Linked DNA regions of Arachis hypogaea: region 2 is linked to region 1. Evidence: chromatin contacts called from public Hi-C data. All regions are on one chromosome and are shown on one strand. The core of a region is the stretch at or near the end of the contact, and the rest is flanking DNA. Distances in the headings are between cores, read along the strand shown. Region 1 overlaps LOC112785279 (agamous-like MADS-box protein AP1). Region 2 holds the start of LOC112783068.

The links. Hi-C and Micro-C count contacts between places; a contact is called where the count stands out from the background.
Region 2: a Hi-C map of an unstated tissue shows a contact between it and region 1, with 7 times the contacts expected there. The contact joins the promoter of LOC112783068 here to the enhancer-like site in region 1. A contact is called at or near these places in 4 of 8 Hi-C or Micro-C datasets (leaf and an unstated tissue).

The regions. Positions count from the first base shown.
Region 1 is chr20:129,066,676-129,071,903 of arahy.Tifrunner.gnm2.J5K5, reverse strand. The region is part of intron 1 of LOC112785279 (agamous-like MADS-box protein AP1); the gene reads left to right. Among protein-coding and RNA genes, the nearest start is that of LOC112786354, 12 kb to the right of the region's middle. Within about 2 kb of position 2,028, at least 2 of the 3 cell types and tissues checked have open chromatin away from gene starts, as enhancers often do.
Region 2 is chr20:129,168,040-129,172,755 of arahy.Tifrunner.gnm2.J5K5, reverse strand. LOC112783068 reads right to left here and starts at 2,281. Exons shown (of 5, transcript XM_025825822.3): 1 at 2,141-2,281; 2 at 828-2,020; 3 at 190-326. The coding sequence starts at 1,462.

The sequences.
Region 1 (5,228 bases), core at 779-3,278:
ATTAAAAATATAAAAATATTTTTTATTTTTTAAAATATAATATATTTAAATTTTTTTGAAGGATTTATTTATTTTTCTATATTTTAGACAGAAAATTTTAAATATTTTATGTCTTAAAAAATAAAAAATATTTTATATTTTTAATTAGCTAAAAAATTTATTTGTGTTTAAATTAAAATGTCAGAAACTTATTTATTTTTTTCTTTTTATGTTAAAAATTTTGAGAGTGATTAATATTTGTTTGTTAAAATTTTTTAGAATCAAATATGGCCTCTTTTATCAATTTATAAGAAGATATTTACTTTCTTAATTATTTTAGATATAAATATAATATTTTTTATTATATGTAAGTGTCGTTTAATGTTTTTATGAGTGAGAGTTTTTTTTTTTTCCTGTTACTTTATTTAAAATTTCTCTTAAAATATTATTTGGGAGGAGAAATCAACTCTTTGCTTTATTTGTTTTTTTCTTCTAGAACAACATGTTGCATCTTAAGTCTTAACCACTTGCTAGAGAATAATACAACTTTCTAAGGAGTTATGGTTTTTGTGAATCATGATGCCCAAAACCACTAAGTCTTCTCATGAGTGTATCCATATTTTTTTTAAAGAAATAAATAAATAAAAATAAACACCCTCAAGGGAGGAGACAGCCAAACCTAATAATTCCCACCACACTAACATCCATTGATTTTATAGTACTACAATCAATTTAGAAGAACCGAAACACTTTGTGTGTTTTTTTTTTTAGATTTTGTGAAAAAAGTAAAATAAAATAAAAAGTAAAATTGTATCATTTTTAATTATTATTTATTTTTTCTCATAAAATTCTAAAATAAAAAATATATTAAAAATAAAATAGAAAAAAAAAACGTACACACTTTAATTGTTAATGGTAGTTGATTGTGTATTGTTATTACTTATTAGACAACCTTACCTAGTGATTAGGAATTTAGGTACAAGTGAGGCTACTTCAAAAGCTTTTGGAGGAAGTATCTTGGTGCAAGCCTTATAATTTTTTATGTGCAACGAATTTTGTTAATTTAACCGCTGAATTTTAATATTTCACTATAAAAATCAATTCAAGAAAATTTTATAAAATTTGGAATTAATTTGATATGTTATTATGACTCTTTACTTTTATGTATATTATTATTTTAAAAGTATAAAAAATATATGATTATTAGATTATATATCTATTAATATCCGAATTTTTTAAAATTTAATAAATTTAATTATCATAATAATATAACATGTGATTCATGAAATTTGTTGGGTAAAAAAAAATTTACGTTTAATTATTTTGTCAATCTCTATATTTTTATCAGATTTATAATTAAATATTTATATTTTAAAAATTTTAATTTAATTTCTAATATTATTACTATAAAAAAGATTAAAATTAGCGGAATTTTTTTCCTACAAATTAAAGGCATCCACAATTAATGACTTAATTAGATCTTTGTCCACATATTTTTTAAAGAGAAATATTTCGTTAACTTTAAAGACTTTGACACCAAAAAGACTTAATTATAAAATTAAAAATAATATAAAAAATTAATTAAAAATTTAAAATATAAAAATTTAATTATAAATTTGATAAAACTAGCCGAATGAACAGAGTAATTAAGTCTTATTAATTAATTCAATTATATAGATCTATCTACAAGACATAGTTATAGCAGGTATAAACGGATCTCTTCTAAATGTCTTTTTAGTCTATGATATCCTTTAATATAACAAATTAAGAACTAATTCGTCGCGAATCTGAACTCTATTTAAGGTATCTCTTCTCAATGTTTTGTTTCCGTGCCTTTTCAGTTTTCTTTGTCGGTTTGGCTGCTTCTTTGCAAGCTCAACTGTGTATATTTTTTAATTAGTTTTTGTAATAAAAGGGCCCAATAAATAAACTAACTAGGGTCCAAAAATGTTTAAAAGAGAAAAATTTTTCTACTTGGATTGTGAGAGAGCATGGGCCATAGTGTACAATGTACTCTACCTATGCTGAGAACAATATGGGTCCAAATTGTGCCAAGCACACCCAATATGACTGTTGCTCTCAACCAACACATGGTTTATTTATGGTTGAAGGGGTACCTATTCATTTTATTTAATGAATCACATTAAGTATACACAAAAAATTAGATATTAAATCAATTATTTGTGTAAAATATATATTAAAATATAAAATACACATTAAAAATAAATTAAATAATATATATAAATACATGATGATTGATTTTTTTTTTTTTTTTGTGTATGTAATATTTTTTTTATTTTTTAATTAGTAACTTTGGATTTAAGAAAGAAAAAAAGAGATGATTATTCATTATTGCTCTTGGGGAATAAAAGTTGACTCAATTATGGTATTTGGTTAAGATGGAACATCTAGATCTATGATTGAAGAAGGATCTTAGCAGATTCTAATGTTGTTAGCATGTAAGAATGTAGGCCATCACTAATTGTGACATGTCACCTTAGAATGAGACAAAGTGACAAACTCTTCTCCATCAAGCCATTGGATCACACAGAGTGGTAAATGCCCTCATCACATGAATGAATCAATGGAGTTGTGTGATTTCAAGAATTTTCTTTATTCTTTGGGAACAAGAGTATTCTTCACCTATGGGAGATTTATAGCGGAGTTCTATAAGAACTTTTGAAGGTATGCACATTCAAAGATTATTGGGGAAAAGGAAAAACATTTCTCACCAAGTTGTAGAAAAAAGGAAAACAGAGGGAAAAAAAAGTATTATATAGTAAATAAGAAAAATGTCAGATTGTCAACACTTTTTGTTACTATTAGTCAATGCTTTGAATTAATACTTTATTTTGTTAATATTCAAATTTTGGTTTAGAATTTAATTTTTAATATTTAAAATTAATCAAATATTAACAAAAAATAATAAATTTTTTATTGGTCATGCAGTAATTCTCCATAAATAAAGTATAAAATGCATCTAACGCGCTACTAAATTAAGAACTCAATTGTTCTTTTTATATTTGGTAATAAACTCAATTGTTCTTTATAAGATGTTGGACATACTATTAAACATATTTGATATTTATTTAGCATAGGAATGACGATTTTTGGTAGAGAACATTATGGGTATATTATTTTTTTCGTGGGCTAATATTATGGGTTATTGTAAGTCCATAAAAAGTTTTTGGTTTTATAGGCCAAAATTATCTTGTTAATTAATGACCAACGTTTTTGGCGGCCTTCTGTAGGTATCTAAAATTAATGAAGGCATGACCAAAAGAAAACAAAAAATTAGTGAAGCCATATTTAGGGGTAGCAAAGGGCCGAAACCAGCCGGTCCAACCCGAGTAACTCGCCAAAAAAGGCAGGTTGGGCTGAAAATTTGAAACCGGCATCATTAAAAAATCTGCCTAACCCACACCGCCTAATCCGCGGGTTTTGGCGGGTTTCGGCAGGGTTGGACAGGATTCCCCAGTGGGGCCGTATTTTTTTTTTGTAATTGAAGATGTTTCTATGTTATAATTTGGATTATATTCTATATTTGATTGATTAGACTTGGAGACTTAAAAATATTTAATTATTTGTTTTAGTTTTGGACAATATTTGTTTTAATATTTTATTTTTTACAATGTTGGCATAAAACTTACTTGATAATTATATTTATTACATATTTAAAATTATAAAGACTTTAATGTTTGTGAACTTAAAAATTATAATTTTTTATGTCTTTAGAAATTTATAATTTATTAAAATAGTTGTGAAATAATATATATTGTTTAATATTTAATATTTAATATATTGTTTAATATTTAATAGGATAGAAAAAAAATTCAAGACCGCCTCATTAGGCAGAACAGATAAATGACATACTTTTAGCAGGATGGAACAAGACAAGGCAGACTAACCCCTAACCATATTGATGAAAGAAGCTCAAGCTATATGGAAATGAAGGTAAATTCTTCACTGAATTGAATGGAAAGAGCCAAAAAATAAAAAAATAAATTGGAGAATTCATCAATTCTCAAACACAAAAGGGATATTCATGAGAAGGAAACCTGAGATATACATTTAAATTATATTCTATACTTTTGAAGTGCTTTGTTAAACTAAGATGAAGTATTTGTGAAAATATTTTTCAATGCATTTTTTGAAACAAAAAACAGTTATTTTTCTTTTAGTAATTAGTAAGTACCCTTAACAAAACCCTTTTTTTAAAAAAAAAGATTTGCATTGATTTTTAACAAGTTATATAAGCCCAAATATTTTGCTGACAACTAACCCTAAGGATATTTGTCAAGTTTACTTATAGTAAAATTTTAAAAAATTTTAATAATGCATAAAATAAATTTAAATATTAGCTTTTCAATAAAAATTATATACAAAATATTTGTTAGCAAAAATTTTATGTTTATATAAGAATTTAGGTAATATAATAATTGCATGTAATGTGATTAAGGTTCTAAAAGCAAATCGGTTATCGAACCAATAGAATTAGAGGTTTAATAGTTCAAAAGTTCAACTAAAATTTAATCGAGATTGAATCAGATATAATAAAATAATATATTTATCTATAAAATATATTATTTTTTTTTAAAAATAATTTTTTTGTGATTTATTATTTTAATCACTAAAAGAAAAACCAAGTCGACCGATTAATTGGTTTTTAATAAGTTCATTACCAAGTATTTTTTATCTTAAATCGAATCGGTTTATTAACCAATTTTCGGTTAATTGGGTTGAACCAACTCATCACAATTCATAACCATGAATGAGATTTTTGGTTTTTGGAAGGGGAGAGAGTTGTTTTTGTTTTTTTCCAATGTCTGATACACGTTTTGGTTAATATTCTCATGCTGTTAAAGAGTGGAACAAAAGTCTAATCCATTATTATTTGATAATGGACATACATATCTCAACTTCTTTAATGGTATATCTTAGAGGCCCAATGTTTATTTAGTGGTGTATAGGAGTTGGAATGTTACACAATGTTATCAAAGTCCAACTTATGAAATTATATTATTTATGTGGTAGGGTTGAAGAATTTTTCGTAACCAAATAGTAATAATTAGTTACACTTAATTTGCTTGTTTCTTTATTACTTGTTCCTAACAAATTAATTAAAGTTTCACTGGCACAACTAACTAATTAATAATGGAGAATGAACAACTACAAAATTAAATCTCCAAGATATAAGTCCAAATAATAAAGAGCTAAACTAATTAAACCACAAAAATTGATGTTAGTAT
Region 2 (4,716 bases), core at 1,032-3,531, 100 kb before region 1:
CCTTAATAGTGAACCAAGGTTTACTCATTTTTTCTTTTTCACTGAATGGACATATTAGAGAAAGCTGTTGAAAAGGCAAAATATGAATTAATAAAGTAATCAATGAATATGCATGCAGAAATAGGAAGGTTAATGTTAGAGAGGGAGAAAAGTGTTCTTATAATGAAGGAATCCAGAACATGTTATTACCACCATATGGCTGAAGCAACCTCCCAGGCTTTCCAGAGTGTATACCAACTTGTGGTTTTCTCCGCCGCTCGTTATGGCCTGCAAGGCGTTTACGACAGCTACGCTTACCATCATCAAATTCAGCCAGCAAATGAAACCTGGATAGTAAGCTAAACATTACAGGAGCGCTATATATCATAATATTAAAGCTTCTTATTTCAAAACTTTGTCCTTTTTTAGAAAACTCAAAGCAGAAATTTTGGCAAAGGAGAAGTTATGCAGCAATTTTCATGGATGCGAATTATGTGTACAATTGCACACAAATCTCATCCATTAAAGTTTCTCCCCCAATTTTACCAACATACAAAACTCACCCCTAGTAAGAATATTCATAGAGTGTGGTTTCTTCCTTTTCAGAAAACAAAGTAGCACCTAAATTGGACTATAAGACAATTGGTGAGAACCAATCCCCATTTTTATTTCCCTCCAAATAATAATGCAGATTTGAAGAACATAGCTAAAGACAGGAAGAGAATTTGGATGAAAAGCTAAAAAGAGCAGATAAAAGCTTCTTAAACACACATGACATGTAATTAGGAGACAAAAAAGAGCCAACAAATTCAAAAGATGTAAAAGAAAGAAAAGCTTGACCAGCCTACCTACTACATTGCTGACAAAACCTTTGTTCAATACCATTGACAATAACTTTGGAAGTCTTGGAATGAACCTCACAAACTTTGTGCCTCTTATGGTAGTCCTTGCAACCACTCAGATCCTTGTTGCATCCATAGACCTGGCAGTATGCTGTCTGAGAGTGAATCCCAGAAGCTCGAACCCTCTTCGGCGGCGTGGACGACTCCGATGACGACAAAATAGGGGCCCCTTTGGAGAATGCTGGCACCACCACACCAACATCACCATGATCAGGAAACCTACCAAGCTTCAAGTCAATAAGTGAATCACAGCCACCACCATTAGAGTCCCCCAAAGAGGCTGAAATCTTGGAATTGAAATCATCTCTTGAAGAGAATGCGTTTGGGGTAGCCATAGCAGGGTCATTATCAATCTTTCTGCTATGAACACTACTAATTGGATTAGGATCTTGGGGCAATTGTTTCATCCCTGGGAACCCCAATTCCTCAAAACCTTGATTCTCAATGGAAAAACCACCTGGGGTTTTCAGTTCCCAACCCAAGAAGGAACCTTTGCTGTTCCTCCCAACACTGTTGGGAGGGGAAATCGCATCGTTTGAGACATAACCCTTCTCTTCAGAAACATAACTCCAAGACTCCATAACATGAATAAGCACACAGCCACACACACACACACACACAGAGGCAATTACACAAACACAAAGAGTGCAAGAATCAGAGTGCAAGTATAACCACCTCAATTGATGCAGTTAAAAACACTGTAACAGACTCTGACTCAAACTCAAAACAGAAACAAAAGAAAAAAAAAAAGTCTCAACTTGCAATAGCTACTACTTCAGCAGTGGAGTAAAGTTAACAAAAAGAAGGAACACCATTGAAGAGCCTTCAAAAAGAACAAAACACAAGTAAGTAATAGTTACTACTGTCTATAATACTATTATCCCTACTGAAGCTGAAGCAAGACCCTTTTTTTTAATTATTTTTTGCAATCAGTGAGACAATAATTATGAGAAAAAGATTAAAGGGGAAAAGGAAAAAAAGAAAGAAAGAGAGTAGAAAAGAAGTGTCAGAAGGGAGCACGTGAAATGGAAAATGGGTTAAGATAATGAATGTGAAGAGTGTGTCAGGTGAAGACAGAGGACTCAATGGAGGCAAAAACACAATCCATGGAGATTCATTCATATATAATCAATCAAAGCCTGTTTCATAAAGAAAATAAAGTATGGTAAGCTATTATTATTGATAAATAATCTTCAAAAAGCTTAACCAAATAATAATAACAATAATATCAGAGAGAAGAAAGGGAGAGACTTTTTTACCAGTGGTGGTGTTGTACTTGAAGAAGAAGAAGAAGAAGAAGAAGTGAGATAATGATTATGGTGATGATGCAAACTCAAAGTGAAAAGAGACTCTTTGAATGAATAAATGAATGAATGAATGCTTTGTTTCCCAAATTCCATGAAAAAAAAGATTATTTTTAAAGAGCTTTTGTTTGTTTCTTGTTAGCTGGAGAGAGAGACAGAGGGGGGGGGGGGTCATAAGGGCAAAATTGTCATTATGTAAATTTAAATTGTGTGTTAGTTTGTGTTTTTATTTTAAATATTTTTGTTTTTAAGATTTTATAAAAAAAATTATTTTTTTCTATTTTCTCTTTATTTTCATAAAATTTAAAAAAAACACTTACTTATAATTTATAACATGTGTTATCATCAAACAAATAAAAATTAATTTAATTTTTAATTATATTTGTTGGAGATTAATTTATAAAAAATAATCTTTCAATAATAAATTGAGGGCAATTTACGCAAATAAAATGATTGAAGAAAACGTTTACGCAAATACAATATTGGCAATTTTTAGACGCAAATGCAACAAACGCAACTATATATAATCCGCTACACCCTGCAGCGGAACTTAATTGCACGTAATCCGTTACAGGGTATCGCGGATTATGTTGAGGGCGGGGTTACTCATAAACCGCAACACCCTGTAGCGGTTTATGACCAAATGGCGTTTCTGCATAATCCGCTACACCATGTAGCGGATTATGAGTATAGTGGTGTTTATATGTTAGGGTTTAAAACCCATGATACAAAATGCACGAATTGATACAAAATATAATCGTCATTCGCAGTAACTCGTACAAAAATAATACAGGTATAACTACATAACTAATACAAATATAACTGTCACAAGTCGTTAACCCTAACAGAAAATAAATAAGTCATAATTCATACATGGATAACTGTCGGAAATTAAGAGAATCGGACGCTACTGTTGGTCACCGTCAACATCATGGTCGCCTCCGAATGGACCAAGTAGGTGCGAGCCTGTGCCACATCGAGTTGGACACCTAACCCTAGCCGCTCGCCGATCTCCCGGCGGAGCCTCCTGTGCCCCAACTCCAAATGCAGATGGTGGCGACCCCCCATCCCGAACCAAGTGTCGTACGGGCTGCCTGCGGGCTCATTCAAGTCGACCGGAAGCTGGGTCTCAGGAACCTGGGTCTCAGGGACCAGGTTTTCAGGCGTATCCGCTGGCTGTGGCCTATACTCCGTAGGGTCTGAAGGGCCGCCTGGAATCGGGCTCTGGTACTGATGAACGTCGTCACCCCGTATGATCTCAGCAAAATCCGCATAGAACTGGGGTCTACCCAACTGATCGTCCAAATCCATGGTGAAAGAAGTGGTAGCAAGATCGGCTAACAGCTGTGTGCTACACCCATGTAGTACCTGAGAGCTAGATACGTGGGTAAAAGGTGTACCACCCATACTAGCCTCCGCGGTGCCACCAACATGAGTGTCTGTAGGGTGCCGACGGGACGATCCTGCCTCGTCATCGTGGTGGACGGGAGGTGCTCCTCCACCACGAGCAGCCCGTAGTCTAGCAGAAGATCGACGAAGGCGATGATCTGCCTGGCCTTCGTCATCACCACCAACCTGCTCCTCCTGCATCATGTCGTCTAGCCAGCGCCAGTCACGATCAGTGGCACGTGTACCGATGCGTCGTCTCCGCTCCAAACGTCTGTTATCCGGCATATCGAATGCTGGCACTCTAGTCGGCGCCTGCGACGACCCTCTGAGTATAGCATCGTCCGGAACCTGGGTCGGCCTGGGGTCGGCGAAAACAATCCCTGGTGACAGAATCCTATGTGCAACATGGTGCCACCAGTCCAGGTACTTAGGGGATGGACCAGGATCAGGAACTCTCTGGACACTCAACACAGAACGAACTCGCTCATCCCAATGCTGACGCCATGTCCTATAGTAAGTGGGAAACCATCTATCTCCACCCCTGCCGTCCTTACTATGAAGATACTCTATGTTGAGCACTGGCTCAGGCAAATGCTGTACGCCCCCTAGCTGTGGGAAGACCCTGTCTACCTGATGCCACTCAATAACTGCAAAGTAGATCAGGCTGGTGACAGCCCGCCATAACCGGATGTGCTCCTCGGTCAGTATCTCCGGATGGATGACTGCCAGTACGTCCAGTGAACCATAAGGCTCCCACACAATCTGATAGACAGGAGGCAAGGTCAGCATTATACCAATGTATACATATAAGTGTGAAAAAAAGAATTAAAATAACAACAAACAAAAATAAAATACTTACATCTCGATGAGTCAGTCGATCCAATGCCAGACGATACTGTATAATCCGCCGTTCCTTTCCATCAGAAGAGGACAAATATGTGGCCCATCTGAGTTGCAGAAATAGCACGTAAGTATGTAATTTCAAATATAGAACGTAATGAACTTGAAAGAAAGAATGAATTAAAGTATACCTGGATGCCAATGGAAAAGAGAAAGCATCAAAACCCGGCGGCCTCAGCGTGGGGAACCGCCAAAAGATCCATGACTGTAGCAACTGTAGGGGTCCAGCCAAGTTGGTGACG